3 separate regions of the Mus musculus genome follow, and regions 2 and 3 are each linked to region 1. The links are chromatin contacts, called in public promoter capture Hi-C maps. All regions are on one chromosome and are shown on one strand. Each heading gives the region's core, a stretch centred on a gene start, on an enhancer-like site or on the middle of the called end of the contact. The rest is flanking DNA. Distances are from core to core; before and after follow the strand shown.

Evidence for each region. Promoter capture Hi-C pulls out the DNA fragments that hold promoters and counts their contacts.
Region 2: a contact with region 1 is called in a promoter capture Hi-C map of liver, with 3 times the contacts expected there. The contact joins the promoter of Ces3b here to the promoter of D230025D16Rik in region 1. A contact is called at or near these places in 14 of 39 promoter capture datasets (the 3T3-L1 cell line, 3T3-L1-derived adipocytes, the HPC-7 cell line and 10 more), 7 of 484 Hi-C or Micro-C datasets (the G1E-ER4 cell line, the HPC-7 cell line, cerebral cortex and 3 more), 3 of 115 datasets of contacts at active chromatin or transcription factors (embryonic forebrain and embryonic stem cells) and 2 of 9 other capture datasets (adipose tissue and pancreatic islet).
Region 3: a promoter capture Hi-C map of liver shows a contact between it and region 1, with 2.7 times the contacts expected there. The contact joins the promoter of Ces3a here to the promoter of D230025D16Rik in region 1. A contact is called at or near these places in 6 of 39 promoter capture datasets (the HPC-7 cell line, cranial neural crest, frontonasal cranial neural crest and 2 more), 3 of 15 datasets of contacts at CTCF or cohesin (the NIH/3T3 cell line, embryonic stem cells and stem cell-derived epiblast-like cells), 35 of 484 Hi-C or Micro-C datasets (the AML12 cell line, the Ba/F3 cell line, the G1E-ER4 cell line and 17 more), 8 of 115 datasets of contacts at active chromatin or transcription factors (PVALB interneurons, T-cell acute lymphoblastic leukemia, astrocytes and 3 more) and 2 of 9 other capture datasets (adipose tissue and embryonic stem cells).

The regions. Positions count from the first base shown.
Region 1 is chr8:105,223,754-105,227,410 of GRCm38.p6, reverse strand. It overlaps D230025D16Rik (RIKEN cDNA D230025D16 gene), which reads right to left and starts at 2,224. Exons shown (of 16, transcript NM_145604.3): 1 at 1,925-2,224. The coding sequence starts at 1,988.
Region 2 is chr8:105,081,876-105,085,628 of GRCm38.p6, reverse strand. Ces3b (carboxylesterase 3B) reads right to left here and starts at 1,874. Exons shown (of 13, transcript NM_144511.2): 1 at 1,764-1,874; 2 at 480-684; 3 at 234-372; 4 at 1-73. The coding sequence starts at 1,854.
Region 3 is chr8:105,046,499-105,049,983 of GRCm38.p6, reverse strand. It overlaps Ces3a (carboxylesterase 3A), which reads right to left and starts at 1,385. Exons shown (of 13, transcript NM_198672.1): 1 at 1,273-1,385; 2 at 1-111. The coding sequence starts at 1,363.

The sequences.
Region 1 (3,657 bases), core at 975-3,474:
GGTGCTTGTTGACAAACCTGGTGACCTGAATCTGATCACTAGGATTGGCATGGAGGAGAGAACCAACTCCTGTATGCTGTCCTCTGACTTTCAAATGTGCATGATATTCCCTGATACATTTTTAAATGTATATGGGTATTGTTTGGCCTGGAATGTATCTGTGCACATGACGTGTATGTATGTAATGCCTGTGGAGGCCAGAAGTGGTTCTAGGAATCAAATCATCGTCCTCTGAAAGAGCAGCCAAGACTCCAACTACTAAACTTCCCTCCTGCATAAATAAATGTAAAAATGTACACTTTCGACTGATATTGTGGGTCACTTTGGTACTTGTCACTGGGTTTGATCTCAAGTACTACACAGACCCAGTATGGGGAGAGACACAGAGAGAAATATTTTAAGTTCAAACTCAACTTCAGTTTCACTGGGAATCTGAAACCAGTCTGGGCTAATTGTCTAAAAAACAAACAAGAGAACAAACCCTAACTTCAAAACAGGGATGAAGAAGTAGCAAGTCACCACCAAGGCTCAGGTCTGCCCCCAAGTTCAACTCTCAACCTAGGATTTTTGGCTGATATGAAGACAGTGTTTAAAAAAAAAAAAAAAAAAAAAAAAAAAACAACTATTCAAATTCTTGGTTCTTGCAAATTTGCCAAAAGCCCTGGGTAGTTAGTTATGTTAGTTATAGTTCAGTGTTCTGGAAATTTCCTGACCCCAGCTGATCTCCTGTTTGCACTAAATCAAACAAAGAGATACACAGTCTCAGTAAACCATCTGTAGCTGTGGGTCTTAACCAGTCCTGGGATGTCCAGACTAGGTAGGAGTTGTCCAGGGGAGAAAAAAATGTTAATCAGAAGTCAAACATCATTTGCTTTTCAACCACGCTCTTGATGCCTCATATGAGGTTGAATGGAACATGTTCATAGCAGATTAAATTTTGAGAAGTCTACAGGAACAGGCAGTCTAAGTTCTGAGAACCAAGAGCCCTTGATGAAACTGGCTTTTATAATGGGCAAGAAAGAGGCAGGCAGCCACCAAGCCCCAGCAATCTACCCAGCTAGGTAATTCCAATATGCTGTCTCTATAGACAGAGTCGTCTACATTCAAGGATAAGCCATAAACAAATGGAGCAGCTGACTCAGTCCAAGAGCTCCCAGTAGAGAGACAGAGGTTGAGGCCCACACAAACAAGCAGCAGGAACACCTTTTCCCAGCCCCTTCGCTTAGTGCTGCCACTAAGTAAACACACTGGAGTCACTAAATGCAAATACTCTTGTTCACATACGAAGGCCAACTCTCCCCAAGTGACCTAACTGATTTGTCTACCAAGCCAATGTGTAATTTCCACTTCACTCAATTTCAACTTTTAACTCTGGTATCTGGTATTGCGACACCACACGTTAAGAGTACATTTCAAAAGAGAAGAAAACAAGTCGAGAGTTCCTTTTAGAAAAGCAAGCTCATTCCCCCACCACCCCCATCTGATTGTGAGGCATGAGCTTAGGTTTCCCCCACTCCCCTAAAACCAGAGAGAGACAGATCAGAGACCAGAGTGTTGATTAGGTGTGCTACCTAGTTCTTAACTATTAGAGTCAGCAAAATGGGCATAATACTATCGATATTCAGACTTCAGGGAGTTGTATTAGAGATAAATTCAAAAGAGCAGGACCTTCCCACTCCACTAAGTATTTGGTGTGTACTGGCTATTACTATCATAGAGGTCCAAAGAAGGACCCTGCTGAGACATCGCTGATCCTATGACAGACGGGAGGAGCGGGATTCTAAAGCCCGGAGCCGAAAGACTAAAGGGTGAGAAAAGGCGAAGAACCGCGGGCGCAGGGGCATCTGGGGCAGGAACCAGAAGCGGAAGGGACTAGGGAGAATTAAGGGCCAGCCAACAGGATCCCAAAAGACCCCACACTCACCCAGAGTGAATTCCCATTGCTCGTTCCCCAGAGAGCGTTCAGGCACCACCTCCAGGTCCAGCATTGGGTCGGTTCGCTGGGCCGGGCGGCCTCCCTGCGGCAGCGCAGACAGGACCCGGCCTGAGGAGAGCACGCAGCTGCTGACTGGTCGCTCTCGCCAGCCCGCGGACGTCCGGCTCTCCACTCGGTTCCGGGCGGCGACGGCAGCACGAACACAACAACACACTTCACCTCCCTTCAACCTCCCGGGCAGCAGCCCCGGCAGGAGAGGCTGTAGCAACAGCAGCGCCCAGAGCAACTGCAGCAAAAGTGGCGTGCCGGGCCGTAAAGCGTGGCAAAGGCGGGGCTAAATCATGAAGGCGGGGCTTGAGGCGGAGTCGCGCACGCGCAAACTCTGGATCAGAGGCCAGACCCGCGCGGGTAGAGCTGGAGGGAAGAGCAGCTGCTTTAGAACTTAGGGGCCACATTCCAGAGGTCCTGAAACTGCACAGCGCACCATATATGCCTACGCAAGAAAAGGCACAAGGCGGGAAACATGTCACACAAAAATAAAGTCTTCCGTCTGCACACTTGTCCCACTAATCTGCACTAGGAACAAAACGGACAGGAAGGACCCAGTCCCAGAGACTCACGGCCCCGCGGACCATTATCAAGCTTGTCACGTACTGACGCTGGCTGCCACTGCCTAAATTGTTCAGAAACCTACTCTCCTTGGACCCAGTGGTCTCTGAGCAGGGTCCACCTCAGAGTCGAGGATGTATGAGTCCGTTGGCAAGGGTTAGAGCGAGAGGATTTGAGTTAGAAGGCTGAAGAGTTCCGGGCCAGGTCTCATTTCCAGAAATGCTCAACCTAGGGAATACTTTCTAAGCACAGAGGCTGCCTCCTGCAGCTCCGCCTGGAGTCACCATTGCTGCTTGCCAATGCTTTATGGTAGTGACTAAAGCTCTTAAGTGTTCTGTGCCTCCGTTTCCAGTGAGTAGAAGAGGGGCTCCTCTAGTTATTCAGCCAGAATTTTCGGCTTGCTTGCTCTAGGGCACCCTAAAATTAAAAGGCAGCTGAGGCCTCTTTTGATGACAAGACCTCACACCCTCAGTCTCATTTTATAGACGAATAAATGAGGCACAAGGAGGGTAAAGACTTTACCCAAGCTTCCTTGATCCTAGGCAGCAAAGCTCGATTCCCATTATGTTTCCTAAGGGTAGTATTTAGCAGGGAACTAAGTGACAGACTAAATACTCAAACTGGCTATAAAGAAGCCTAACAGTGGATACGTCACAAAATTTCAAGTCAGTGCTATGGGATTAAACAAAATAAAATAAAAATAGTAGAACGTCTTTGAGAAGCATTGCTGCACGCCAAAACAACTGGGTCACTGGGCTGTCTGTCCAGTGGGAAAGTGGCTGCAGAAACGCTGACGTGTGTAGCTAGCTATGTTTAGAGGCTGGGTGTGCTGATTTGTGCCTGCTTGGAATCCCAGCAGTTGGGAGTGAGGCAGTAAAGAAGTTCAAGGTTAGGCCAGCCTGGTCTACAAAGTGAGCTCAGGACAGCCAGGGCTATACAGAGAAACCCTGTCTCGAAAAACAAAAAACAAAAAACAAACAAACAAAAAAAGAAGTTCAAGGTCGGGCTGGAGAGATGGCTCAGCTGTTTAGAGAAGTCAGTGCTCTTCCAGAGGTCCTGAGTTCAATTCCCAGCAACGACATGGTGGCTCACAACCATCTGTAATGGGATCT
Region 2 (3,753 bases), core at 625-3,124, 140 kb after region 1:
CGGCCAGTGCTGATCCATCCTGAGATGTGGAGGAGCCAACCAGCAGAGAGCCTCCGTGGATCCATACCATGACCTAGAGAAATGGCTTTGAATCAGTGGCCCCAGCTTCTTGGACTCCAGCCACCCCCCTTGTAGCCCAGGGTATTATAAGAACTTCTGGAGTGTTTAGGAAACAGGGGTGTAGAAGGTCATTTGTCATAGTCGAGTTGGATGGGGTCCTCTGGACTATATACCGGCCTTTTGTCCCCTGCAGTGATCTCAGTGGGGCTGTAGATGTTGAGGGTCAGGCAGTCCTCAGAAATGGGGAAGATTTTAATCTTTTCATTGAGGCCAAATCTGCTGTTGATCATTTTCTCTACATCCTGAAGGCACCTGCAGCCAAGGGGAAATTTCAGGGCCAGCCCTCAGCTCCACATACCCTGGCATCCAGAGACTGCCACTACCCTGCACACTTGCCCACTTACTGCAGGGGTACTCACATTGGGGGATTGATGCTGGCATCTCTCACACCTTCCCAGGGCTGTGGTGGGAGTGGAGCTGAGAACCGAAGAGGTCCCACTGGTGCTTGAGCAAAGGGGATGCCCAGGAAGACATTTACCATGCGGTCTGTGTCCTTCACACCCACCTGCCGGCCTCGAACACGACCCAGGGGGGTATCCACTTCAGGCTGAATGACTTTGGGTCCTGAGACAGGGAGAGAAGGGTCATTGGGTGGTGAGTCTACAGCCTCCATGAAGGGATGGGGGAAATAATGGACTTTTAAAATGAAGGAAGACTTGCTCCTCCAGCGTCTATTTGTTGGGTTCTACTCTGAATACTCTCCACCCAGCATCAGGGCTAGGCTCTCCAGCAGGTGGATACCTTCATGATTATTATTTTGTTTTTGTTTTTGAGACAGGTTCAGCCTGGCCTTGAAAGTGCTGAATAGAGGAGACTGGCCTTTAACCCCTGATTCTCCTGCCTCTACCTGCTCAGTGTGAGGATTACAAGTGTGTGGCTAGCACGCATGACTCCTCTCTCCATGATTGTCCCTGACTTCCTCTTCCTTATTTTGTGTTCCAATCTCTAGTCTGAATCAGACTTATTCCCAGCTTGAACCTCAGTTACATGTTAAATAAGGTGTGATAGTCAGCCAGTCTGCTTAGCCTGCATTGCTTATTTTTGTCCACTTGTGAAAGCAAGAAGAAGAAGATGAAGTAGAGGAGGAGGAGAAAAGAAGGAGAAGGAGAAGGGGGAGGGGGAGGGGGAGGGGGAAGAAGAAGAAGAAGAAGAAGAAGAAGAAGAAGAAGAAGAAGAAGAAGAAGAAGAAGAAGAAGAAGAAGAAGAAGAAGAAGAAGGAGTCTCACCCAGTTTTCCACTACTTGTTCTGTCATCTGGTGGCTCCCCTGTATGGCCTCATGGGGCTATTTGTATCCCAAATTTTTCAGGGATCTGTAAGTAAGCTTCCTTTGTGACGCTCTTGTTTGATTTACTATGACTGATTAAAACAGTAAAACATAAAAGTAAGAGTGAGGATACAGCTTAGTGTTGGAGCTTGTTTCGTATGTTAAGGCCTTGAGTTCAGTCTCTAATAAATAAATAAAAAGATCATATAGATAATAATGACCCTGCCCAGTCGGGACATACCACGCCTGCACTCTTCTATTTTGGGCAGCTTCTCAGAGAAGGCTGATCACTCTTACTGCCTCACTCCAGTCCCCCCTTCCTCAGGTTTCCCACGGAGCTGGAAGCCCCACTTCACTGGTTCAGGGAGTATGTCTTACCAGTGACTGTGGTAACAAATGCCAGGAGCAGACAGGTCACCCAGACTAGGACACTGGACCCAGCTGGTATCATTGTCCTCATATTTGTCATAACGGACTGTGGACGAAGCTGTGGAAAGCTGGGAGGACTTGCCTTTTATAGTACCTCTTATCTTGTGAAAATTAACTTGGTCTGCCCGATTGGTTGGAGGCCAGCTCTGGAATTGTGTATTCTACGCTCTGCCTGTTCTCAGAGCAGGACCAGCAGAGTCTTCTGGAGAGGTCTGACTATTTAACACCCTCACCCCACCCACTACCCCCACTCCCACCACCACCACCCCTCCTCTGTGGATGATTCTACTCTTGCCTGGCATGGTGTGTCACTCTTACAACTGCAGTGGCTGAATTGCATGTCAGTCAGACTCTGAGCTTAGTGAATGGAGCGAGGGAACTGGGTTGGACAGAGTTGAGGAGGGGAATAGGGATAGGGATCAGGTTTGGGAATTGGGAAAGGGCTGGGAGTGAGAATGGAAATGGGGGCGGGCAAATCTGGGACTTGCTGGAGAACTGGGAATGGGTGAGGAGGCTCCTGGGAGTCTATGGAGATGACCCTAGCTGAGACTCTGAGCACCTGGGGATATGGAGACTGAAGTGGCCACCTCCTGTAGCCAGGCAGGACTTCCAGTGAAGGGAAGGGGATATCAACTCACCCATGAAATCTTTGAGCCACAATTTGTCTTGGCTATGAGATGTGCTGGGATAAAAATGGAGCAGAAATGGCCCAATGACTGGCCCAAGTCAAGATAAGGTCCTATTCTATGAAGGAGGACTGGGCAAGCAGAAAAGAGCAATCATTCCAAGAAAGACTGAAACCCAGAGGCAAGGAGACATCTCTAAGTCTCTAAGCCCAGCATCCACATACTCTGTAATAAGGGATGTCCCAAGACCTACTGCATTGCGGCTACATGTTAACATTTTTCATAGACTTATATATAGAGGTCTGCAACTTTACAAGCCTAGGAAGCATCTTGATGTTTCCCCGACCTTTATAAGGTCCTCAAGTAACCATTCTGGTTCCATTTAGGCATTATCCCATTGGGAGACCCCCGGAAGCAACTCTGAACCTGCAGCAAACTTCTGTCAAAATCTAACAAGCTTCCAAGACCCCTTATTTGCCTTCTGAATGCACATAGTCCTGGTACCTTATGCCCACAATGAAGGTATGCTGAGGGTGGAAGTGTGGCCTAAGCCTGCTGGATCACAACCACAGAAGCTGCTCAGTGTGTCACTAGGATGTTGGCATCTTGAGGTGATCTTGTAGAAGGAATCCCAGCCTGGTCTTTAAAACAGAGAATAGTCTTTTGACCATTATTATAGGAGGGGCATCCTTCAGGTGTTCTGAGATGTCTACAAAACATCCTTCCAATTGTCCTAAACAGAATATGTATGCATGGGTTTTCACTTTTTTAAAAAAAATAGACATAAATGGGAGAAGTCCTTGGTCCTAGGAAGGCTCAATAGATGTCCCAGTCTAGGGGAATCGAGGGCGGGGAGGTAGTTGTGGGGAAGTGGATGGAGGAAACCCCTCATAAGTGCAGGGGGAGGGAGGATGGGACAGGGGGTTTCTGACAGGGGAGATAGTGGATAATATTTGAAATGTAAGTAAAGAAATTACCCAATAAAATAAAATAAATATTTGTTTTTATTTTGTGTATATGCTTTTCAGGGTGTTTTGCTGCATGTATGTTTGTGTATCATGTGTGTACAGTGTCTTGAGTGTCCAGAAAAAGATATTGGATCCCTTGCCACTGGTGTAAAAGAGGGTTGTGAGTTACCATATAGGTACTGACGATCAAGTATAGGTCCTTTGGAAGAGTAGCCAGTGCTCTTAACCACCATGATTTCTCTCCAGTGCCCACATATATTTTTCGATAGAAGGTCTCACAATTGGCCCAGGCTTGCTTCAAACCCATGTTCGTATTTCCTTCACATCTTGAATGCTCTACAGGCA
Region 3 (3,485 bases), core at 136-2,635, 180 kb after region 1:
AGGGGATGCCCAGGAAGACATTTACCATGCGGTCTGTGTCCTTCACACCCACCTGCCGGCCTCGAACACGACCCAGGGGGGTATCCACTTCAGGCTGAGTGACTTTGGGTCCTGAGAAAGGGAGAGAAGGGTCATTGGGTGCTGAGTTTACAGTCTCCATGAAGGGGTGGGGGAAATAATGGACTTTTAAAATGAAGGAAGACTTGCTCCTCCAGCATCTATTTGTTGGGTTCTATTCTGAATACTCTCCACCCAGCATTATGGCTAGGCTCTTCAACAAGTGGCTACCTTCATGATTCTTATTTTTTTGTTTTTTGAGACAGGTTCAGCCTGGCCTTGAAAGTGCCTGATGGAGGAGACTGTCCTTTATCCCCTGATCCTCCTGCCTCTACCTTCTCAGTGCAAGAAATACAAGTGTGTGGCTAGCAGGCTTGGCTCCTCTCTCCATGATTATCCCTGACTTCCTCTACCTTACCTTGTGTCCCAATCTCTAGTCTGAATCAGACTTGCTCCCAGCTTGAACCTCAGTTACTCACATGTTAACTAAGGTGTGGTAGTCAACCAATCTGCTTAGCCTGCATTGCTTATTCTTGCCCACTTGTGAAAGCAAGAAGAGGAGGAGGAGCAGGAGTATGGAGCAGGAGGAGGAGGATGTGGAGGAGGATGAGTAGGTCGAGGTGGATGATGACGATGAAGCCAAAGTCGAAGCCGAAGAAGAAGAAGAAGAGGAAGAGGAAGAGGAAGAGGAAGAAGCAGAAGCAGAAGCAGAAGCAGAAGCAGAAGCAGAAGCAGAAGAAGAAGAAGAAGAAGAAGAAGAAGAAGAAGAAGAAGAAGAAGAAGAAGAAGAAGAAGAAGAGAGTATTCTCTCCCCATTTCCCACTACTTGTTCAGTCATCTTGTGCCTCCCCTCTATGTCCTCATGGGGTTATTTGTATCCCCAATTTTTCAGTGATCTGTAAGTAGGCTTCATTTATGACATTCTTTTTCATTTTACCATGACTGATTAAAACATAAAGGTAAGAGTGAGGATATAGCTTAGTGTTGGAGCTTTCTTCATATGTTAAACTCCTGAGTTCAGTCTTTAAAAAAAATAGATCATTCAGATAATAATGACTCTGCCCAGTCGGGATATACCACACCTGTACTCTTCTATTTTGGGCACCTTCTCAGAGAAGGGTGTTCACTCTTACTGCCTCACTCCAGTCTCCTCCTTCCTCAGGTTTGCCACAGAGCCAGAAACCCCACTTCACTCGTTCAGGGAGTATGTCTTACCAATGACAGTGGTAGGAAATATCAGGAGCAGACAGGCCATCCAGACTCGGACACTGGACCCAGCTTGTGCCGTTGTCTCCATATTTGTCATAATGGACTGTGGACAAAGCTGTGGAAAGCTGGAGAGGACTTGCCTTTTATTGAACCTCTTATCTTGTGAAAATTAACTTGGTCTGCCCTGATTGGTTGGAGGCCAGCTCTGAAATTGTGTATTCTTATTTTTTTTGTTTTTGAGACAGGTTCAGCCTGGCCTTGAAAGTGCCTGATGGAGGAGACTGTCCTTTATCCCCTGATCCTCCTGCCTCTACTTTCTCAGTGCAAGAAATACAAGTGTGTTCTGCCTGCTCTCAGATCAGCAGTGTCTTCTGGAGAGGTCTGATGATTTAACACCCTCTCCTCACACCATCTTCCCTCCTCCATAGATAATTTTCAACTCTTGCTTGCCATGGTGCTTCACTCTTAGGACTGTAGCTGCACTGCATGTTAGATAGACTCTGAGCTTGGTTAATGAAGGGAGGAAACTGTGAGAGAGGCCGAGGAGGGGGGTGGGGAAAGGGAGCAGGTGTGTGAAGGGGTGAGGGAGAGGGCTGGGCATGAGAATGGAAATATGTTGGGGCATTCTGGGACTAGTTTGAGAACTGGGAATGGGTGAGGAGGATCCTGGGAGTCTATGGGGGTGACCCTAGCTGAGACTCTGAGCATCTGCGGATATGGAGACTGAAGTGGCCACTTCCTGTAGCCAGGCAGGATTTCTAGTGAAGGGACACAATTTGTCCCACTTATGAGATGCTCAGGAATAAAGATGGAACAGAGATGGCCCAATGACTGGCCCAAGTCAAGATAAGGTCCTATTCTCTGAAGGAGGACAGAGCAAGCAGAAAAGAGCAATCATTCCAAGAAAGACTGAAGCCCAGAAGCACGGAGACATCTCTAAGTCTCTAAGCCCAGCATCCACATATCTGTGATGAGGGATGTCCCAAGGCCTACTGCATTGCTGTTACATGTTAGCATTTTTCATAGACTTATATATTGGGGTCTGCAACTTTTCAAGCCTAGGAAGCATCTTGCTGTTTCCCCGACCTTTATAAGGTCCTCAAGTAACCATTCTGGTTCCATTTAGGCATTACCCCATTGGGAGACCCCCGGAAGCAACTCTGAACCTGCAGCAAACTTCTGTCAAAATCTAACAAGCTTCAAGACCCCTTATTTGTATTCTGAATGCACATAGTCCTGGTACCTTATGCCCACAATGAAGGTATGCTGAGGGTGGAAGTGTGGCCTAAGCCTGCTGGATCACAACCACAGAAACTGCTCAGTGTGTCACGAGGAGGTTGGGAGCTGGAGGTGAACTTGTAGAAGGAATCCCAGCCTGGTCTTTAAAATAGAGAATAGTCTTTTGACTATTATTGTAGGAGGGGCATCCTTCAGGGTTCTGAGATGTCTACCACATATTCTTCAAATTGTCCTAAACAGAATATGTATGCATGTGTATGTATTTTTTAAAAAAACTACTTATTTTTGTTTTATATGTATGTTTTGCAGTATGTTTTGTCTACATGTATGTTTGTGTACCATGTGTGTACAGTGTCCGAGTGACCAGAAAATGATATTGATCCCCTGCCACTGGAGCAAAAGAGAGTTGTGAGTTTCCACATAGTTGCTGGCAATCCAGCGAAGGTCCTTTGGAAGAGTAGCCAGTGCTCTTAACCACTGTGATTTCTTCCCAATGCTCAAATATATTTTTTGATACAAGGTCTCACAATTGGCCCAGGCTTGCCTCAAACCCATGTTCATATTCCCTTCATGTCTTGAATGTTCTACAGGCAGGCTCCTCCATGTATGAACAGAAAATTTAGAGGCACCTTTGCACAAGGTCAAATAATCAGTTAGTGTCAGTAAACAAGTGTCTTGTTTCTCACAGCTCATCCTAGCCTATATCTGCAATCCATTCATGAACACCAGCCCCCAAGTCCTCTCCTATCTTCCCTGGACTATCTGTTCTGCACCTCCAACTTCTACTGTGCTTTCTACCTGCTGCAAACCCACCCTCATCTAAGAAGCATCCTGTTGAGATCTGGGGATGTAGCTCAGTGGTATATGCTTGTCTCTCGTGGGTGGGGCCTCAGGGTCAATCCCTAGCACCACAAACACACTCATACCACACTCCCCAAGGTGTTCTTTGCTCCATTTTCTCTCTTCTCTTCCGCAAAGCC